Regions from separate parts of the Triticum aestivum genome. Here region 1 is linked to region 2. The links are chromatin contacts, called in public Hi-C maps. All regions are on one chromosome and are shown on one strand. Each heading gives the region's core, a stretch centred on a gene start, on an enhancer-like site or on the middle of the called end of the contact. The rest is flanking DNA. Distances are from core to core; before and after follow the strand shown. Region 1 holds the start of LOC123071661 (probable carboxylesterase 16). Region 2 holds the start of LOC123071660 (protein NRT1/ PTR FAMILY 8.2).

What was found. A called contact is a pair of places that touch in the nucleus more often than the background predicts.
Region 1: a contact with region 2 is called in a Hi-C map of leaf, with 4 times the contacts expected there. The contact joins the promoter of LOC123071661 here to the promoter of LOC123071660 in region 2. A contact is called at or near these places in 2 of 5 Hi-C or Micro-C datasets (both in leaf).

Annotation. Positions count from the first base shown.
Region 1 is chr3B:677,905,663-677,910,386 of IWGSC CS RefSeq v2.1, reverse strand. LOC123071661 (probable carboxylesterase 16) reads right to left here and starts at 2,395. Exons shown (of 2, transcript XM_044495240.1): 1 at 1,226-2,395. The coding sequence starts at 1,920.
Region 2 is chr3B:677,730,334-677,734,649 of IWGSC CS RefSeq v2.1, reverse strand. It overlaps LOC123071660 (protein NRT1/ PTR FAMILY 8.2), which reads left to right and starts at 1,780. Exons shown (of 4, transcript XM_044495239.1): 1 at 1,780-2,209; 2 at 2,325-2,445; 3 at 2,544-3,276; 4 at 4,058-4,316. The coding sequence starts at 2,352.

The sequences.
Region 1 (4,724 bases), core at 1,146-3,645, 180 kb before region 2:
ACATTTAAGAGAACACGGACATAATAAAAAGGCATGAGAAAGGTACTAATTTCACCAGGTTCTACTGAAATCATAGTTAAAATAAAATCTTCATTATAGGTAAGGGAGCAGACCAGCGTAAGTTTTAACTGATCTATTCGATCCAACAGTTCAGTGCAATTGAATTTCATTAATAAGTTAGGTCAACAAACATGACCAATAAAGAATCCCAGAATCAGTAATATGAAAATTGCATGCCTTCACTAGTGTTCAAGGTTATCGGATTGTGGTGACATCATTAGCAGTTATTTACTCAACATATACAACCTACCGGAATATAGAACTTTGTTGAAAACATGTGCCCTAGAAAATTTCACAAAGAAAAGGTCTATCCACATGCCCACGGTCAAGCAAGTCCTGTAAAGTTGCATTGACATCTTCAGAATGTCAACATCATTTGGAGAATGTAATCCTGGTGAACTAAATCAACTAATATTTGGATATTTGATGCTTCTATGTTGTGAGCCTGTGTACCCGATCAGAGTCCACACGAAAAGCTAAGGTGCACGTAAATGGTAAGATATAACAGAAAGTGCACACCATATGTTAGTGAGTATAACTGTCAGCTTGTAAACATTGAATCTTCCCCGGTCAACATACTCATGAGCTCTAAACCTGCTGCAAGTCAGAAATGGCAACTCAGGGGGAAATGCCGTACTCACGGTCTCTAAACCACTGCTAGTCAGAAATGGCAACTCGCGGGGAAATGACATACTCATGAGCTCTCTCTAAACCTGCTGCTAGTCCGAAATGGCAACCCACGGGGAAATGAGATACTCATGAGCTCTCTCTAAACCTGCTGCTAGTCCGAAATGGCAACCCACGGGGAAATGACATACACATGAGCTCTCTCTAAACCTGCTGCTAGTCATAATGGCATCTCACAGGGAAATTACTATCTCCATATTTGAACCAATAACAGATCGAATAGATAGGGAACTATATCTTCGTCGTTTTGACATGTTCACTTAATTAGGGCAATTCTTGTTAGCAGTTTCTGAAATAATGCTGGTGAATGACAAACAAGAACTTCCATTGAAGAAATGAAACAAAAATTCCTGTTGCTTGGCTTGCCGGCTTTTCGGCAACTTCACACTGCAGTATTATGTTCCTAGGCCATTTAGTAAAGTCGAAGCAGCAAGAAATGCAATTACAAACGAGAGATTAGAACCGAATTAAATTATACCTTGCCGGATCACCATGTGCGGCGATCCAGGGCTCGACGGTGGAGGCACCGAACGTGTCCACCCCGCCCCCAACCTTGCTCATCATGGCGAGATTGGCCTGCTTGGCGATCCACCTAAGCACCCTGACCCCGTCATCAAAGGCGGCGGGGTAGCGGCTCTCGGGCGCGAGCCTGTAGCCGACGGCGACGACGATGGCGTCGCAGAACTTGGCGACCCTCCGGCAGAAGGCGTCGTTGGAGGCGGAGCAGTTGCTCCCCGTGACGAAGCCGCCGCCGTGGAACTGCACGACGATGGGCAGCCTGCGGCGCGCGGAGGCGGCGGCCCGCGGGGAGGAGACGGCGTGCGGGAGGTAGCCCCTGTAGGGCGCGCCCGCCTGGCCGGCGGCGGGGTCGCTGGCGCGGCGCGGGTGGAGGAGGTGCGGGTGGTGCGGCGGCGGCGTGGGGAGGAAGATGCGGACGGAGAGCGCCGAGTTGGGGTCGATGTGCAGGTCCTTGGAGGCGACCCCGTCGGCGGCGGAGAAGGCCGGGTTGGCCGGCGCCGTGGCCTCGTCGGCGCGGCAGGAGACCCCGAAGGCGGCCGCGTCGCCGTCCCCGCCGCCCCCGTCGGCGGCGGCCGCGGCGGCGAGCGACTGGAGGCGGTGGCGCAGGAGCAGCTTGAAGAAGACGCTGTAGATCTTCACGCCGACGCTCGGCATGGCTTGGCTCGCTCCCGCCGCCGGTCACCGCCCGGATCCGCGCATCACAGGGAGAGCGAGACGGCGCCCGGATCTGCGAATCCCCCTGCCTCGATCGGAGCTGGCGGGGGGCGCGATTGGAATCGGGCGCGGAGGAGGGTTAATGGGGCCGGATTGGATTAGATCGGCTCGGCTCCGTGCGGTGTTGGAGTGGTTGGGGCGAGGGAAAGCAACCGCGATTGGTAGGGTGGCTATCCTGACGGATGATGGCAGCAGCGTGGTGCGGTCTGGTACGGGAGAGAGAAGCAAGGGGAGGAAGGATCGAGAGGGCGGTGGGTGAGGGAGGGAGAAGCAAGCGAGGGAGGGAGGAAGGAAAAGACGAGGAAGCGATGGGGATTTTTGGAGGCAGGCGTCGGCCGCTTCCCAGACGTGACCACGGTCCCTCTTCTCTCGGCCCCCTGCGCCTGCGCTGTTGCTGCGCGTTCGTCGTTCAAATTCAAACCCGGCCTGGTGGTGGTGGTGGTACTAGAAGTAGTAGTAGCTGTATCACGACTTGCCTGGGTTTGCGCTTTGCAGTTTCCGTTCTCACATTCTGCCTAGTGGTGGAGCGAGTGCTATGGTGGTATTATTCGGCAGGTTTTTTTAACTCCGATAACGTGGAGTGCATTAAACGGTGCAGGTACGATGCCTGTCTGCTCCCAGATTCCATCGGTTCACGTGAAAGCTCCTCCCAAGCTGGTGCGTGTGTGTCCCAGCACAAGCACTTCTTTATGGAAATCTTTATGTGAAACAATAGGTCTTCCCCCTTCATTTTTTGCCTCCTCTGTTGTGTCGGTGGTAGTCATAGCCTCTCCATTTTCTATGCCAATCAGGTTCAGCAACTCTGTTGTAACAGACACAGATATCTTTCTGGAAGGCACGTATAAAAATCCCCGCCCGTGGCAACGGTCAACGCCGGATTGCACGCCGGAGGATCGATCAGCTGAGAACAACAAGATATGTACAGCTGTATTATCCATCTCTGTCTGTCGTCGCAAAGATCGCGAGTCCCCGTCGATCGGTTTCCTGTTTCCTGAAACCGTGTGGCGTCCCGCGGCACGGCACGGCGCGTGCGTGCGTAGATAGGGCCTCGCCGTTCCGTTCGCTGGCGGAATGGTTCAACGGAGCGCATGGGCACCAGCTACGCATCGCTCGCAAGAAACAGGCCAAGGCGGGCGCACGGTCACGCGCTGCAATTTCGCGACCGCGTCGCACATCGGGCGGGCAGGCGCCTCGACGGCGTTGGAAGCAAAGCCAAGCCAGCATCGGCTCGGGGCAAAATTCCGTGTTTTGACCCTTCTCACGTATAAAATTTTCAAAAAAAATTGACATCTAACCCTTTTTCATGTTCATCCTACCGCCGAAGGCTCTGGCGGTAGGAAACTAATCCACGTCAGCTATCCTCTGTCCCCCTCCTCAACCCTACCGCCGCAGGTGACGGCGGTAGCCTGTTTAACTCTACTGCCAGCATCCCTGGCGATAGGGTGTGGATAGTTATATGCCCCCGGCCCGCCCGCAACCACCTCCTTCTCCCCCACCCAGTCGCCTTCTTCTTCCTCTCGCCCCACTCTCATCTCCTCCACTTCCCCCTCCGATCTTCTTCGTTTCTTCACGAATTTTACGGATCGAGATGGCCCCGAAAAGAGAAAAGTAAGCTCTTTAGATCCCTCCAATTAGTTTTAGTCAAACACCTTTCGATTCGTCGCATTATTTGATTCAAATCCCTCCCATTTTTGAATTAGATTTAAACTTTTTGAACCCTATGATTGATTTATATTGTTTTTAGTGGAGGAGATGAGTTAGATATGAACTCTAGGCAATAGTTGGTATGGTTTTGTGAAGATGAACCCTAGGATTTTTTTATGTGATGCATATGTACCCTAGTTCATATATGAACTATAGGATTTTTTGGAGGAATTTGATGTGATATGACGATGCAAGTTCATATGCTATGATGTAAGTAGTGGATGTAATTGGAGAAATAATGTTGAACCCTCAAGATGAACCTAGTTCATAATTTTTAGTGTTAAAAACTTTATTCAATAAGTGAATGTGAAAGATGTTGATATGGTTAAATGTTGTTGAATGAAAGATGTTGGTTGAATATGATTCATTCGCATTGATCATTTATATTGGTTGGATATATGATAATTGATGAATGTTTGTCCAATAAGTGATAAATGTTAATTATTTTTTGATATGCTTATGCAATGGTTGAATATGTTTGTTCAATAAATGATAATTGATGAATGCTTATGCAATTCTTTTAGGAGGCCACCTCTTGCGGATGACATTGTCATCAAGTATACAATGCTTGACCTTGCGTTCGACAAGGGCCATCGTGCCCATTTCATTGAGAACGGAGTGGTAATTACCTTTCTTAAACCAAATCTTTCGAATCGATGAAAAAAAGTTACTAATTTTTTGGGTCTTCATTTCGACAGATGCTCCCGCCATTGCGGATGAGGGGTCACGGGACGACCGTGAAGATGGAGTATGACGAGCGGTACGCACCGTTCTACAGGAGAGCCCAGCTGCTGGGTTTCGTCCTGTAGTTCAAGCACAAGCCGCCAACGCTCGTCCACTCAGCTCTCACGGCTTTGATTGATCGGTGGCGGCCAGAGACGCACATCTCCATATTCCACGTGGGGAGATGACGGTTACACTGGAGGATTGGGGGATGATTACGGGCCTACCGCTCAAGGATCTTGCTCTCACAGGACGAGTGGAGAGGAAGAACTGGCACGATAGGGTTATCACCCTCATCGGCGAATGCCCCCCGGATA
Region 2 (4,316 bases), core at 531-3,030:
CACACAGGGTCTCCACGCAGCTCGGTGAAGATGTGCTTGTGAAATGTGGAAGTCTTCTAGTACTCCTAGCTAGCATGTGAGTGGTACGTACGTAGCAAAGCTGGATAGAGATCAGATAAGGAGCAGTCTCTGAAGTGTCATGGGAGACATGAATCGTCACAAGCCACTACACTAGGTCTCGCTCGGATCGAGTCCATCCAGGTCAAGTCTAGCTAAGCTAGCTACATCACCAGGAAAGCAAACGGAGAGAACGACCCGTGCATTCTTTCACGCGATTTAAAATACAGGCGCCATGCATCCTTCTCGAACACGGGCCTACATATACATTTTCCTGCCGACCAATGTGACATTAAATTTGCTAATTCTCAGTAGCCGCCTGAGGTCTACTTAAATCTCAGTCGAAACCGAAAACGTCGATCTGGTGGTACTGAGATCCATGCAAGAGTTCATGATTTCCTAAAACGTTCCTATTATCTTCACCAGATGAGCAAACTACTACATCATGTTGAACTTGTTTTTAATCCGCACGAACTTACATTGTAAATTTGCAGCATGATTCTCAGTCAACTACGACAACATTATCGTTTTCTCTTTTCTTTTTGCAAGTAACATTATTTTTTTTAGTAATGATAACCGGCGAACGTCAGTTGAAAGGGGATAGTAGGCGTATTTTTTAGGGGCAACTTTATCTCGTACGAGATGGCAAATCCTGCCATTCTTTGCCACAAACCTTTTCTTCTTAGCAGAAACTGTCATGCGTTTCTGAAACTGCGAATCCATCATCTAATACACGACGCTCCCTGGTTTTAAAGGTCACACAATCAATTGAAGTTTCAATTTCAAATTGGATCATCCGTTTTCGACCGGGTCAATAATTTTTCAATGAGCTCTCCGATTCAATTCTTTTAATTCATTACGCTCTCTAATTTTTTAAGCTCTCTCATTCCAGTGAGGTATTTAATTTTGAATTTGGTTCACAATTTTGACTGGATCAATGACATTTCAAATCAATTAGCAGCAATCTAATAATACACATTTTGATATTAGAAATTGATATATTTCTCTATAAATTTGGTCAAATCTTAAAGAGTTTGACTTTGCAAAAACTAATGCACATTATATTTTGAAACAGATGACGTAAACAACTATGAAACTCCAATAACACCAACGAGCAGCAAAGTGCGCTCAACCCTTCTAGTACAACACTAATCTTGCGATCTAAAACGTTCGCAAATGCCAAACCCTACAGCGAACGTTCGCTAGATATTTTGGTCACTTTATTTTTTTACTAGGTCAACAGCTTCTTAACACGCTGAAGTTTTTTTTTTTTGTATTTGTATGAATAAACCTGTACATTTATCAGTTCTCATTCGAGTAATCGACTGAGACAAGGGCATTCCATACACATTCTCACTCGTGACAGCCGTCCCTTGTCTGCTGCGTGTAAGATGCCATCATGTAACTAACACCAAGGCAGATTTGTGCATTCACATCCATGCACTCAAATTGGCACCATTATATACGTCATTGTATAAACCTATCCTGCTGTGTGCGTTCGCCGTGGTGTTTTTTGCAAGGAAAACCCATACCAAACAGTTAAGAAGGTTTGTTAAAAAAGGACTAACGGAGTCGGTCCGTTTTGACCAATGTGCACCCCAAAATGCAAGTTGTGTGACCGGCTTTTCCGAATTGCAAGTAGTGTGACTAAAATCGCACCCACTGCACAAATTATGTGACCATCAAGGCCATTTACTCATGACATTCCATAAACACATTCTGTCCTAGGAGTATTACTCTAGCCAGCGGGCCTAGTTAGATTGTTACTACCTCCGTGCCAAAATATACGACGTTTTTGCAATTCAATTTGAACTACAAAATAGCTTTATACTCCATCATGTAAGATGCCATCATGTTAATTAACACCAAGGCAGATTTGTGCATTCGCAGTCATGCACTCCAATTGGCAGCCACCTTATATACGCCATTTTAAAGTAACCTATCCGGCTGTCCATTATTGTTCAGCCCCATTCCACCATTAGCATCAGCGCTCTCACTCTCAACTCTCAAGTGGCAGTGGCACCATGTGCAGAGGCAGAGCAGCTAGCTAGCCAAATGCAATCTCGTTGCTAAGAGCGAAAGGGACGAGATAAATATCGACAACGTAAGGCATAGCTGCAGAGGAAGGTCGTCGAGTAATCAAGCCACCAAGGTATGTTTTCTTGGACCCTTTCATCTCGATTAAACTCTCAACCATCTTAGATATTGTACGTGTGGTGCTTCTTCTGAAGTGGTTTCATTTGTTGTGCATGCTCCTGTCTGTGTAGATCTCACCCGGCCGAACTGTTGGGACGATGGAAGCTGTAGAAGTAGAATCGAAAGGCTCTCACGGTGGCGATGATCGCCGGAAGGATCGCCGGACCTCGTGGGGCTGCGTTCTTCTCCTCGGTAACGCCTGCAACCTTTTCGTTTTGTTGTTGATCATCGTGGCATCTGGTGGGCCTGTTAATTAACGACCACGCATGCACGCGTGGGCGCTTGAGCAGTGAACAACTGCTTCCAGTACACGGCCTACTTTGGCGTGTCGACCAACCTGGTGAACTACCTCAAGGTCCAGCTGCACTCCGGCAGCAAGGCCGCCGCCAACAGCGTCACCAACTGGCAGGGCACGGGCTCCATCACGCCGCTCGCCGCCGCCTTCCTCGCCGACTCCTTCCTCGGCAGATACTGGACCATCACCGTCTTCCTCCTCATCTCCGTTGCCGCGTATGGGGTGGTGACGGCGAGCGCGTCGGCGGCGCTGGAGAGCGCGGTGTTCTACGCGGGGCTGTACCTGGTGGCGCTGGGCGGCGCGCTGCAGCCGGTCCTGTCGTCGTTCGGGGCCGACCAGTTCGACGCCGAGGCCGACGAGGAGGAGCGCGGGCGGCAGAGCTCCTTCTTCAACTGGTTCTACCTCTCCATCAACGTGGGCTCGCTGGTCGGCGGCACCGTGCTGGTGTGGGTGCAGTCCGCGCACGGTTGGCTGCTGGGCTACGGCATCCCGGCGCTGCTGAGCGTGGTCGCCGTCGCGCTGTTCCTGGCCGGCACCGGCGCGTACCGGCGCCACCAGCCCCCGGGCGGCAGCCCGCTCACCAGGATCGCGCAGGTGGTGGTCGCCGCCGCCAGGAAGTGCGACGTGGTGGCGCCCGCGGACGCCGCGCTGCTGCACGAGCTTGACGGCGAGGACGGCATGTCCGCGATACTGGGGAGCCGCCGCCTCGCGCACACCGACCAGTTCAGGTCAGTGGCTCAGTGTCCGTGCTTCGGCCGTCGCTGGCATTGCTCCCACTTGCATCGTTCTTCTTTTCTGTCCAGTGTACTAGTCTCAATCAAGTCAAGTTTTCCGGGAAAAGAAGAAACGTAAAAATTCTTTCGCCTATGATTGAGCCATGCCGGAGTCACCACGTACTTTTCTTTCGAGTGCGTGCCTGGACCAGACGTAGCTAATCTGTACATGTGTAACTTTTCATTTTCGTCAAAATTTTGCGCATCTTGATGATTGAATTGGCGAGATACTTTTCCTTTCTGTATCTTGTCTGGGCCGGGCGAGTAAAAGTGCAGAACGTGCCTGTCAGACTGTCACGTTCTGTGGTGCCTCGAGGGCGTGCACGCTACGTAGTGCTCCTTCCATTTGGAAATACTTGTCATCAAAATGAATAAAAGAGATGTATATCTTTTATTCATTTTGATGACAAGTATTTGCGGACGGAGGGAGTACGTTCGTTCCATTTCACTCTGAAGATAAATTGCACTTGGAAAGAAAAGAAGCTTGTCGGATGCACGCACACTCCGTTTCACATCATTTTCCTTCCTTTTGCTTTCGGTGGTGGTTCAATCAGGACGCCATTTCCACACGCCGTACAGGAAAAACCTCCGGATTTCATGCAGGACGCTGCCGTTTGGACGTTTGCGTGCATTAGTCATGGCATCTTTTACTCAACTTGACGATGCGTGCGTCGGTGCATCCCATGTGAGTAAATTATTAATCTGTCGCACCGCTCGGTTGCTGTCGATCACTCAGGGTCTTGGACAAGGCGGCGGTGGAGACGGCCGGCGACAAGGCGCGTCCGGCGAGCCCGTGGCGGCTGTGCACGGTGACACAGGTGGAGGAGCTCAAGTGCGTGCTCCGGCTGCTGCCGGTGTGGGCGTGCGGCATCATCTTCGCGGCGGCGTACACGCAGATGACCACCACCTTCATCCTCCAGGGTGACACGCTGGACCCGCGTGTCGGCAGCTTCAGCGTGCCCGCCGCCGTGCTCACCGTCTTCGACACGCTCAGC